Linked DNA regions of Mus musculus: region 2 is linked to region 1. The links are chromatin contacts, called in public HiChIP or PLAC-seq maps. All regions are on one chromosome and are shown on one strand. Each heading gives the region's core, a stretch centred on a gene start, on an enhancer-like site or on the middle of the called end of the contact. The rest is flanking DNA. Distances are from core to core; before and after follow the strand shown.

Evidence for each region. HiChIP or PLAC-seq counts read pairs in DNA pulled down with a chosen protein or histone mark.
Region 2: a contact with region 1 is called in an H3K4me3 HiChIP or PLAC-seq map of the SCID.adh cell line, with 5 times the contacts expected there. The contact joins two enhancer-like sites. A contact is called at or near these places in 1 of 39 promoter capture datasets (liver), 1 of 15 datasets of contacts at CTCF or cohesin (embryonic stem cells), 67 of 484 Hi-C or Micro-C datasets (DN2 thymocytes, DN3 thymocytes, ECoMG myeloid progenitors and 33 more), 7 of 115 datasets of contacts at active chromatin or transcription factors (the SCID.adh cell line, bone marrow-derived dendritic cells, embryonic limb bud and 3 more) and 1 of 9 other capture datasets (embryonic stem cells).

The regions. Positions count from the first base shown.
Region 1 is chr8:89,632,507-89,638,836 of GRCm38.p6, reverse strand. No RefSeq gene overlaps it. Among named protein-coding and RNA genes, the nearest start is that of Gm24212, 32 kb to the left of the region's middle. Within about 2 kb of position 4,111, at least 1 of the 459 cell types and tissues checked has an H3K27ac peak or open chromatin away from gene starts, as enhancers often do. A contact at or near this core is called in the SCID.adh cell line, where this site is marked.
Region 2 is chr8:89,780,251-89,786,580 of GRCm38.p6, reverse strand. No RefSeq gene overlaps it. Among named protein-coding and RNA genes, the nearest start is that of Gm24212, 120 kb to the right of the region's middle. Within about 2 kb of position 2,895, at least 2 of the 459 cell types and tissues checked have an H3K27ac peak or open chromatin away from gene starts, as enhancers often do. A contact at or near this core is called in the SCID.adh cell line, where this site is marked.

The DNA.
Region 1 (6,330 bases), core at 2,862-5,361:
AACCAGAACCTCAGGGGAGCAACTTTTATCTGAGTCAGTTATGAAGGAAGGCTAATGTCTACCTGCTACCAACCTAAATGCTTGTTCTTCAAGGTCAAAAAGATTGCTTGCACAATCATGAAATTAGTTAGCACAGAGCCTGGAATATTAGATGCTAAGTATGTGACCATTCGCTTTCCCTCCTTGAGGTTGGCCTTCCTATCTTTATCTTCCGTTGGAAACATGAGCAGCCTAGGCTCCATCTTGAATATGACCTGACATGCATAAGCATATATACATATGTCTTAAAATATATATGTCATTATGTATATCAATATATTAATATATACACTGATCCAAGGATTTCAGAGTATCATAATATATATACTTTATGTGTATATATGTCTATATATGCATAAATGTTTATATGTGTATATATATATTTATATGCATATATATGTTTATATGTTATATGTTTATATATGTATATATAGTATATACTTTAAAGTAGAGAATAAAGAAATATTTGTACGTATATAATCCACATAAATATATAATGTTATATTTTATTATTTAAGAATGCAAATATTAATATCTGCATTAGTACATACATATAGTCTTTGAAAATTGTGTTTTCTACCTCAAATGGGTTATCAGTTTCCCATCTGGTAATTGAAGAGGGTGGTCTGCTTGATTTTATTGTCCCTGGGGGTCTTGACTCAAACACAGAAACACTCCATACAAGTTGTATCATCAGTATTTACTAAGGGGTGGGACCACCTTTTACCGAGAAGGCTTCTTGACAGAAAAGGCATTTTAGAAACCACTTGGTTGGTTCCCACATTCCAATTCTGCAGGAGCTGATATAGAAATGAGCAGCACTTATGATATTTAGCCTTGGTTTTCACTCACAAACCCCCTCACTCTGCACACTACCAACTCCTAGTAGCTCCAAGATGCATTCATACATACCACCATGCTTCTACCTAAAGCACAGTCTTTGTAGAGGTGCTCGCTGCCATTGAATGTGCATGAAGATGTTACTTCAGCAAGACACAGTACCTGGACCAGAGCTGTATTTTCTTGGTTTCTGATATTACTTTTCCAGAAGTAATTCTACTACCCACTACTCTGCATCATTTAATATAATTAGGTGTAAGTCCCAACAGAAGATGTCTAAGGTTCCTACTCTAGAGACTGTTAATATCCCTGGGACAATAAAGTAATTAACTCAATGGAAAGATACCTTATATTCATAGATCAGAAAACTCAATATTGATAAGGTGACAATTCTCACTGTGCTGATCTATAAATTCTAAATAACTCTAATCAGAATCTCAGTGTAATTCTATATATATTAATATAATCTCAGTGTAATTCTATATATATATGTATATATATATATATTAATCCAATTCTAAAATGTATGAGAAAACCAGAACTCAGAACAAAATGTAATGATATGTTTGTATGAAAACACCATAATCAAACCCAATACATTGTATGTCAGCTTTAAAAAAAATAAATCCATTTTGGGGTCAAGGACACCAGGAGAACACAGTCAACCTAATCAACTACACGGGGTTCACAGAGGCTCACAAAGACTGAAGCAGCAATCCTGGAGCCTGCATTGGTCTGTAATAGGTCCTCTGCATACATGCAGAAGATGTTTAGCTTGGAGTGTTTGTGGGTTAGCAAATCTGACTCCTTTTGCCTGCTCTTGGGTCTCTTCTTCCCCTACTGTGTTGCTTCATCCAGGCTTGATGAGGGTTTACATCCGTCCAACTGCACCTTGCTATGCCGTGTCTCATGGGCATCACTGGAAGGCCTGCTCTGAAGGGAAATGGAGGCGCAGTGGATACAGGGGAGAGGACAGGTAGAAGTAGAAGAAGTAGAAGGAGAGGAGGCTGCCTTTGGTTGTATTGCATGAGAGAAGAATAAATAAACATTTTAAAATCCTCTTGTATCAGTAAAAACAAAACAAAACCAAAATTAATTTTAAGTTAGAAAGAAAAGGTGATATGGATGAGATATTTTTTTTTCTGATGAGATTTACTATCATAAGAAGTTTGCTGTTGGCAAATATATAACACGGAGATTAATGAAAAAGGCTAGAGATTTCAGAAACGCATACATGCACATGCGCAAACCAGGAGTTTCTCTTCAGAAGTTTTAAGGCCATTTGAAGGAGCAAAGACAGTCTTTGGAATAGATAATGTTAAATCAATAGAATTTTTATTTGAAAGAAAAAAAGAACCTCTACCCCACACTATTTATAAAAATTAACACAAATTTGAAGTGAAATGTAAAAATGTAAAACTAGAAAGTTCTTAGAAAAAACTCTTTGAGACTTTGATCCGCACATGTATTTCTATGAAACACAAACAGTGGAAACCAGAAACAGTTGACAATCCATAAAATTAAAATACATTTCAGGGGAGACTTTTAAGAGAACACGAGGACAGCTCTAACAGAGCAGGACACTTTATCATGTATTTCACTCTAAAGATTGATGTCCACAATTTATGATGAATATATGAATGGCAAGAAGATGGAAAATCTGACTTTTTAGCTACAGCCAAACTTCTTTTATTTTTTTTTATCTACTTTTAAGACAAAATCTCGCTGTTTGTCCCTGGTTATCCTGGAACTCATCGCATAAACCAGGCTGTCCTCACAAAGATCCTCCTGCCACTGCCTCCCTGGTGCTGGCACTAAAAGCGTGAGCCTCCGCATCCTGCAAAGAAAAAGTTCAGATGCTTCAATGGAGTCAACGAAGAAGACATAAAAGTAGTCAGTCACATGTCACCCACCACTGCTTTTCAGGGAGTTTCATCTTAAAACTATAATGAGAAATCACAACATATCCTGTAGACAGAACACTGTTCCGTGGTGGCACTTTAGAAATCCATGTGGTCACTTTTTGGAAAGGGAAGCTCATCTGTGATACAGTCTTTTTAGTTCCCAGGCATTCACTGAGGAGAAATGAAGGAGTCTGTCCACACAAACGCTTGTCCATGCAGGTTACAGCAAGTTTCTTACAGCTGGAACTGGCAAGTTGGACAAAATCTTCCTCATTGTAAAAAAAAAAAAAATTATTTTTGCTGTAGTATGGGTTGATCTCAAGAATTTTATAAAGTGGGTGTGGGGTAAAGGATGGATTAGAAAGACGATCATACAAAGCCTGGGGGTGGAAATATGTTATCTTGATTGAGGGGATGATTTGGGGGTCTTGTGCATATATAAACACTCAGCAAGTTGTGTTTTTAAAATTTAAATTTGTTGTACATAAATCTTAGCTCATCAAAGATCAAAGAAAACACAAATTGCCAACACTCTCTTGCTCTTTATAGAATAAAGGTAACGCTGGCAAGCAAGTCCCACACTCAAGTCCCACTCAACGACTTCCCACTTTAGCCTAGAGTTCTACTGCTCCACCTCCCCTTACCCCTGTGGCCCCCCTGCCATCTGTGAACTCCCTGTTTTGCTTATATCCATTCCATCTTTGTGGTTTGCAGTACCCTCGATCACTGCTATCCTTTTATCAACAGACCCGCACTTATGTCCAAGCCATCAAGCTAAAAACTGCCCAGCAACAGAAACACCTGTACTATGAAGAGAGTTGAAAATAGTGCAGTCATTTTGAAGAGTCTGGTATTTTCTCCTTTGCATGTTGTGGACTTGCATGTTGCCTCCTCTTCCTCTTCTTCTTTCTTTTCTCCTCCTCCTCCTCTTTCTCTTTCCCCCTCTTCCTCTTCTGTCTTAGTGGAACTACAAGGCCTAGAGGGACAAAAGCCATCTTGCAAGCAGACCACAAAAGCCACAGGCCAGGGGAAGAGAAGGGAAGGTCTCAGAAAGGCCTGGTAGCTAGTAGTGTCATTGAGGAGGGGTGACAGTCCCAATATTTTTTTTTTCGTGAGAAAGATAGATGGCATTATTAGAGAAAAATCTTAGTTGCGGGTTATTTCACAAAATTTACTGGAATAAGAAAATAATGTGGAATACACATGAGTATTCCAGACCAAAGCTAGTTCCAAATGCCACCCCACCCCTGTGCAGATCATATTCACAGCCAGCGGAGAGGAAATGATCCACAGAAGCAACGTGGACATTGTTGATTAGCAGCTGCCAGTCTGTGATTGGCAGAAGTCTGGCTGCTGTGATAGGCTGCAACTCAGTTGCTTGGTGAGCAGGGTCTATCTGCTCTTTGCTGGGTTACAATGTGTCTTTACATCAAGCTAGGGCACCTTTCAGATGCATGGGCATTGTTTTGTCCCATACTTTATAGCCCAGGCACAGAGACAGGTTTATGTTCGAAGTGACTCAGTTTAACGGCACGATCAGTTGAGTTCGTGTGATTGTCATCCAAACACTTCTAGATGCATTGCTCTATAAATCTGTGTCCCTTCTGCCCCCAGAAATCACATCCCCACCAGGGGACACGCTCCCTTTCTGTCTGCATCACTTTATGCTTCACAAGACATAACAGGTACCCTGTGCTGTGGCAATCCAGGCTCGTGCTTGACTTCTCCAGCCTAGCTGTTAGAGCCCCGGCCTCTCGGGCTGCTCTTACCTCAGGGTTCAGAGGCTGAGCTCAAGCATGGAGTTAAAGGCCGGACAATGAGGTGGTAAGGATAATGGCATATGGTCAGTCTTCTTGCCTCAACCTCTCACTTTTTAACCAACGGCAGGCACTCAGCCCCCATGACTGCAATATCCCATATTATGGGTTTGATATTAATCTTTGTCTTTGAAGGTTGTTCAGCTATTGAATAAGATTATCCTTGAAATTTATCAATCTGGTGTTAGCTCCCTCCATAAGTCAATGGTGATATGGTACAAATGACATGCCTTCCTTTTCTGTTACCTCCTACCCACAGCTGTGCTTTCTAACTCAGAAGTCATAGGGTCTGAGGAGGGGTAATTCAGGCAACCTAAGCCTGTCCTTTTCCATAGAATACAAGTAAATCGTATAGGAATGGCCAACGGCAATAAAACGCATCGAGAAGATGTCATCGTCTTCTTCACTGGTCCTTACCCTGGGCGCTGCTTCCATAGCTGACAAGATGAGCTAGCAAACTCCTTAGAAGCCCTGGAGAACAGGTTTCTTTATAACTCTAAAGGCAGAGACCACTGATCAGGACTAGTGCCAAAGGCAGCATCACCCACAGGCAGGTTATCACTTCAGGTTTGATACTAGGTCAGGAATTTCTTTCCAAGTGGTTTCAGTAGTCAGCTCTCAAAAGCTGGCCCTAAAGCTGATCTCACTCTGAACTACAAGGTGAAATCAGGTTTCAGGCCAGCTCTCGTGTCATTCCTACATCTATACAATGGGAACACGACCATATTCTCTCTGGCTTTGGGTCTCAGCTGAAATTTTCCTGGTCCCCATTTCTGGGACAGATCTTGATATCCTCTAGCTAGACTGGGCATCCCGGATGTTACCATAACAATAATACCCTTTGTTTCTTTAAGATACCTGCTAAGATACTTTTCTAGTTCATTGAACTTTGATGAAGAATTCCAATTTGAAAGACATTTGATTCCAGAAAAAAAAAGTGGGATCAAAATACTTTGTTTACATAATACATTACCATGTATAATTTATAATTATGTATGAATACATAATTACACATTCTGTACTCATTCCAAAAATCTTTCCTGGGCACCTACTCTGTCACAGCTACTGTTTGCCTTGGTTTCTACTCTAATAACTTGGAATCTTTGACAGTCTTAATATCCACACTCACCTTTAAGAAGGGAAATCTCTGACGTCTCTAGAGCGGGGCAGGTAAAAGCCATGTGCCAGCTTTACAACGCTATGAGGAAGCCTTTTCATCCAGGTCCGTTCGGCCCAAATTTGCTTACACGTGTTCCCCACTCAGGCAAGCATGTAAAGCAAGTTGTTCTCTGAGCTTTCCTATATGATACGGTCCTGTATATTATATTACACTTATAAAATACCACGAAGCCCTTATGAATTAAAAGATAATTAGTGGTTCAACACACACAAGACATTAAGCCCAAAGTGTCAAAAATGTCATGGAAGACTATAAATCATGGTCCGCTTGCATTGATCCCTTACAGAGTTAGTTTTTTAAATCATCTCTTTAACACCTTGTAAATGTACAAACAGCTCCGGACCCAAGGGAAACTTTAATATGGTTTTCATACATATTTTAATTTCATCTCAAAGTGCTAGCTGCATAAAAATTAAGTCAAACTCACAAAAACTCATTGATTTCCACAGGATAAAGCCCATCTGTCCAAGCCAATTGAGAGGCTTTCCAAAGCCGTGAAGTTGGTCCCGCAACACTGAGGCCATTATGGGCGCCCTGCGCTGGAGGGACT
Region 2 (6,330 bases), core at 1,646-4,145, 150 kb before region 1:
TGGTCTAGTTAACCTGTAAACAATAATGACTCCATAAAGTCCGTGATGGGATCTCAGTTATTGGCTCCTTGCTGATGGCATTGCAAATTATTATAAAAGTGTATCCCAGAGTGCTTGCTATAGCAACAGTAACAATAATCATATTCATAATTTTTAGTTCTTAACACTGTACTGGGACAGGGGCTGACAAGATGGCTCAGTGGGTAGAGGGTCTTGCTGCCAAGCTTTTCAACCTGAGGTTGAGTGCCAGGACCTATGCTAGTGGGAGAAGAGAACTGACTCACAAACATTGTCCTCTCACCTCCACTCATGAGCCGTGGCACCCTGAACCCACCAAGAACACAGATAAAACGAAGCAAATGCCACCCTACACCCTCACCATAATTAATAGAGTATTGGTTTGTAAATTATAGATGCCGGGATCTGGTTGCCTTTGCTACTTGGTAACTGTGGGTTCCTGATCTTTGGCTCATGAGGACAGAGGTTTCAGACTATCTGTTCCATTGCTTTTGGTCTGAGGCGAGGGAGACACTGTGAAAATGGCTGGGTGTCAGATAAGGAGACTGCTGAACTCTGAACAGCCAGGGAGCAGAGAGGAACAGGAAGGGATCAGGGGCAAGATGGCCTTCAAAGACATCAAAGCTCGATGGCTAGTGCCGATCGGCTTTCTCTGAAGACGTCAGAAGCTCCACAAGCCAGTTGCCTCTCCGTGATGGCTCACCAGCGCACAAGCCTTTAACACAGGAGCCTTCAGGGAGAAACTTCACAATTAAACCTTACCAGCTTCCATCTCAGCATGTGATGGATGAGTCTGCATGTCACCCGCAAGCCATCATCACACTTCACACCTCTGTGCTGCTGTGTACTCAATAACTTTTCCTTAATGCAACTAAAGTTCTGCATATTTTTTATTGGCACTTCAAATCATCCCCTTTTATCCAAGAAGTGTTGGGATGCATAGATTCTTAAATGTCCCCGTCTACCTTCGACATTCTGGAATATGACATTCTTATAGCTCTAAAGGAAATAATCTGAACGATCACCTAAGTTCCTCTGGGCACAGTCTCCTCAACAGAGTCTTTGAACACTGGACAAGCCAGAAGCTTTGGTCCCAATGGTACTTTATTGGCTGTAGTTGATTCTTAGGTAAACTCTTAGAAAATTGTTGCCAACTGTGCCGCAGTGACTACACCTCCCATGGATCTCATCTGGGTCCCTGCTTCCTTGTTATTTATATTTACAACTTCTAATGTTCTATTTACCTTTGTGGCACCATACAAGTCTGAATGTCTTATACCACATGCTCACTCGGGACTGAAAAAGAAAACGAAGGCACGGTTTTTGAATTGCCCACTAGAGGGCAGCAGAGTAATGGGAATTGGGATAGTCCCTGGCTTGGTTGTAGACGTGTTGACATGTGATTTGGCAATTGAATAATTTTTGATACTGTCCTGACACATAAACACCTAGAAGCAGGTTTTCAAAGGTTATTTGCACTCTAAAAGAGGAATTAAGAAAACGAACTTGCATGCCAACAGTCATTTTCAATATTCTACAAAGAATTGCGGCCTCATTATGAGATTGCTTACAGAGAATACTCAGCTATGTTAAACCTGACTGGCAAACACGCGTTCAAAATAAATTAGACTGAATGGACCTGAGAAAATAGATCCAATGACTAATGAAACTTTCTTCTGAGGCTTGGGGGCCAGCCAACTTGCCCAAAAGAAGAAACTGGGTTTTATGAGATTTTGTTTACCCCCCAGCCCCCCAGTCTCCCAGACCTTGGGATCCCCAGACTCAGGGAATGATCAGGGTAAAACCACTGCCCACATGATCTCTGGTTGAAGGTAACTTTTGTGGCAATTTACTTTTAAGCTATTCCCTTATACTGGCCATGAAAAGTCAGCAGAAGATCCAAGTTTATTCCGTTGACATCCTCGAACCCTGAGAAATAGCCCATTTGTATTATCACGCTTTGATGTATTTCCCGTTTGTGGAACTTCTTTGGTGAGTTGGCATTTTAATTTAATTATACTTTTTACTAATGGTCTTTATTTTTCAGTGTCTGAGTGTAAAACGCCCGTAGGTTTGATTATCTGCCCCCTCTTCCTGGTGCAGAGGCACCGTGCAAATTTATAAACTGATAAAATGCAGTGTAAAACTCAGGGAGGTGAGGTTAGGAATCTGTATAGAAATTCTGTTTGAAAGATGAGGCATCTCTTCGCTTGCAGGGTGTACACCCCCTACACATAGCTCAGTATCTGGACTGGGTGTCCCTAATAAGAATGGCAACACAGTTGAAGCTCAGAGAGCATCAAGGACCATAAAGCGCTCAGGTGCTCAGTGGGTCTCTTCTGAGCCTCTGTATACACAAAATCATAGTCACCACCGTATTTATTTGTTCTTCTTCAATGCCCTCCCTGCACTGAGGAGCAAACCAGACTCTAGAGATTGCTAGGCAAGGCAAGCCCTCTACCACTGAGCCACCACCCCCCCTCCAAGCAAAAGTAGCTTTTTCTTGGCATGAGTTTTAGTTGTGTTTCTTGCTTTAGAATAGACTTTGAGTGTTGTAGGGAGCTGATTCTCTGAGAACATTGTCAGCGTCTGCCCCAAAGGCTCTCCCAGGACCTCAGAGCTGAGTTGCTGTGCTTTTCACAGCAAAGGGGGGGGGGCACTGAATGGCTATCCCCAGAGACACAGCTGTACACACCCATAGTCGCATTTCATGCAAGTGTGCTCCCTCTTCTCCTGATCCTAAGACATCGCTGACAGGGAGACACACAATTGATTCAATAACAGCCTTTTAAGAAGAAAGAAGGGCGAGGGGGGCGGGGATTGAAGAAAACTTCTAGGTAAAACAATCCAGTTTCAGAAGACTGGAAGGCAAAAAGCAGAGTCTCGTTTTAAAATCTTGGGAATCTAGTCTACAAGATTTTTTTTTTAGAGATGTATTTAAGTTCAATCCAGCTTCTGAGACATGTTCTAGCTTAAAGCTCAGAATCTATAACCTAAGTTATAAGTCAAGTTCACAAGTCCCGATCCTTCCTGCTCATGTTTAGGGATGGGGGCATGATAGCATTGTGTGTGTGGTGGCATTCTGGAAGAACGGGGGATTTTGATTTTTAAAACCCGCTGGCATGAGCTGTGTTTTTCTTGCTGTACTCATCCTGATGTCCGCCTGTCCTCATTGCCCTTGTCTCTCTGTCCCTGTTGCATTAACATGGATGATTTGCCTAATGTCAGTGAAGCAAAGACCAGGCCATGCTATTTGCTTAAACTCTGGGTGAGAATGTGGCAGAGACAGGAGAGAGGAGATGGTGGAATGGTGGAAGCATCTTCTAGACTGGAAAGCTGGGCTATGGGAGAGGGATTCAAGTGAGGAGAGCAGTCACGTTCTAGGCGACAGAAACCGAGGCCCCAGGAATTTGCCAATTACACACGTGGGAATGTGTGCAAGTTCCTAGCCATGGGACACATTGGCTCCATCTCCAGCAGGAAGGAGAGAAAGGAACACAGAGCGAAGAACAGAGTGTGCTAATTACCTTCCTCTGGGGATCTTATAAACTGGGATGTGTATGGAAATTGCCACGATGAATATGGTTACTGCAGGATCTAATTTTCCTACCGAGGAGCAAAGGGAAGGAAGCAAGGGCATAGAAGCTGGACTCTTTGATCTTCTGCTCTTCTTCCTCCTGAAGTCCCCATGCTATCTAACTGCCTGCCTTCTGTACGGCTATCCTGCTTGGGGATAACTCTCTCTCTCCCCTATCTGTATACACATTTTCTGCTCAGTTGCTTGAATGCATGAGATCTTTCTGCATCACGAGGGGGAGGATGTCAAGTCAGAGTACAAACGGGCACTGGATCTTTGGGGGAGGGTCTGAGATCTTTCTAGTTACCCTGGCAACGTGAGTTAGGGGCACAGGAAGGCAGTGGAAAATAGGAAAAGTTAGGGATGGGGTTTGGGGAGAGGATATATATCAAAGGCTTGAAAGAGGAGAGGCGAACTTCTAAATAAGGGGCTTGATTTGATGTTGACAGGAGCAGCCAAAGAGGGTTTGACATGAGATTTTGCCCTGAGCAGACAGAAAAATGAGGCCGTGATTTTTTTTTAAAAATATGGTAAGGATGTTTATCTTACATTAATAATTTGTTTAGCAGAGCCAGATGCAGAATCCAGGGTTCATGCACACTGAGCAAGCGCCACTTCTCAGGTACACACTTAGCCAGGTAGGTTTTTTTTTTTTTAATTCATGTACTTAATTTTGTACTAGTCAAAGGAGGAAGGAAGGAACGCCTTGACAGAATAAGACTGAGCCGCAAAAAGCCAGCCAGCATTGAAGATGCAGCGAGAGAAATGGAGAAGACGAAACAAATACCGAGAGATTCAAATCCTCTAGCTGATTCCAGGCTGGGCAGCAGGTTGGATTAATGCTAACCAGGAAGGACAGGTGTGCTTAATTACCTAATTGTTTTCATGCTTGCGTTGTCTACCTGAACTGGAAGCTTCTTTCTGGACTCTGACACGAACGAAGGAACTGCCTCTTCAGGGAGCACTCCCTGTGCGGCTGGAGAGAAGATGCTTGGCAGCAGAAAACCAGTTCTCCAGCTTCAGGACTGGCATGGCACAGAAGGAAGGTGTGTGCCCCACCCCACCCCACCCCACCGCCAAGCAGCACTCATCCCCTTCTGCCTTTTCAGCATCTGAGGGACATGTCTTCCCCATTCATCTGGCATCCTGCCTTCCCACTTACCTGGCTGGTTGGGTGCAGAGGACAAGAGAGGGAGTGGTACAGGTTTCCCAGTAAGTAGCCTAGCATTGGTTAGGGATGCACCTTAGTAGAAATGTACTCACCAAGTTCCCAGGTTCAATCCCACCCACCGCAAAGAGAAGCAAAGGAGAATAGAATAATTGAACAAAGCAGAGGTTAGCCTCAAATCCTCGACACCTAAAAGAAAAGAAATGGGCAATGGCAGTGGGTGGAGCTGAGGCACCAGACTCTTTTGTGCCATCTGAGGGAGCTACATTCAGGAACTTAGAGATGGCAGATGGGACGGCTAGAATTTGCTGTCACATGAAACACTGGAACAGTTTGCAAACTAAGAGAAAGCCCATGTTTCACACACACACACACACACACACACACACACACACACACACACACACACTATCCCCCACCCCTGCACCGTGTTCCCTCTCACAAATCCACTAGTGGAGATGGCTGCAGAGGCTGGCAACATTCACTAAACAAAAGAAGTATTGTCCGCCCAGGGTTTGCTCACTTTAAGGGCCAAACCCAAACAGTGGCACTCCAGGAATCTTCTTCCTCGTTTATCAGGATCTGCTCCACACACCCAGGAACCTATCATCCAGACTGCCTAGGTTTTGTGCATGAAGACAGAGACAGCCCACGTGACTCAACAAACAAAGCAAATGTCCTGCACAGGAGCAGTGCTTTCCCAGGGCTAAGGGCTAAGCAGGAATTTGCTGCAGCCCCTGGGCCACCACGTTGTGCCTCTGTGGGTACTCATGGGCACTGTGGCAGCATCTCACTGTGCCGACCTACAGTGTCTATGAGCCTAGCACTTGCTATGGAGCGATGGTTGGCTCCAAACTTGAAGAGATCCCATTGCCTCTGCTTCTGCAGTGCTGAGGTTACGATGCCTAACTATATTTGAGTCCCGAATGGGACATGGAAGCCAGGAGCTGGCTTTGCTCAGTTGCCTCTCTAAAGTAGCCACTGTGTAGTCATCTGTATGAAAAGGAAACATGAGTTATGAGGAATGAATAAGTGCATATATTTATTTGGTATGTGCTGTACACACATGCATGGGAGGGAACATGCCCATGTATGTCTCTCTCTCTGTCTCTCTCCCTCTCTCTCATTTCCTTGAGACAAGATCTCTCACTTCACTTAGGCTAACAGCCAGCTAAGCCCTAGTGAGTGACCCTCCTGTCTCTGCCCCCAGCTCTAGCATTGGGGTTACAGGCACAGACAGAACTGAGTCATCTTTCTGATCCATCTTTACACACTTCGGTTGTGTGCATTAGACTTAAACCTCCGCTCATCCACGTAGCTGTCATGAGATGGTGTAGAAGTCCCTTACATGCTTGCAACTTGTTTTCTCATTTCGGAACTAAGTGAAATCATAGTGCCCATCTCCTAGAGTCAACGAAATCCAGAAATCATAATGCAACCACGGGGCTAGGAAAAAGTTCATTGCTTGGTTGGTGGCATCCCGCCTGTCGATGTGTTGTGTGATGCCACAGCTATCCAGGGTTGATGTGATGGTAATGTTGCCATAGCCAAATGTCCAAACTCATTT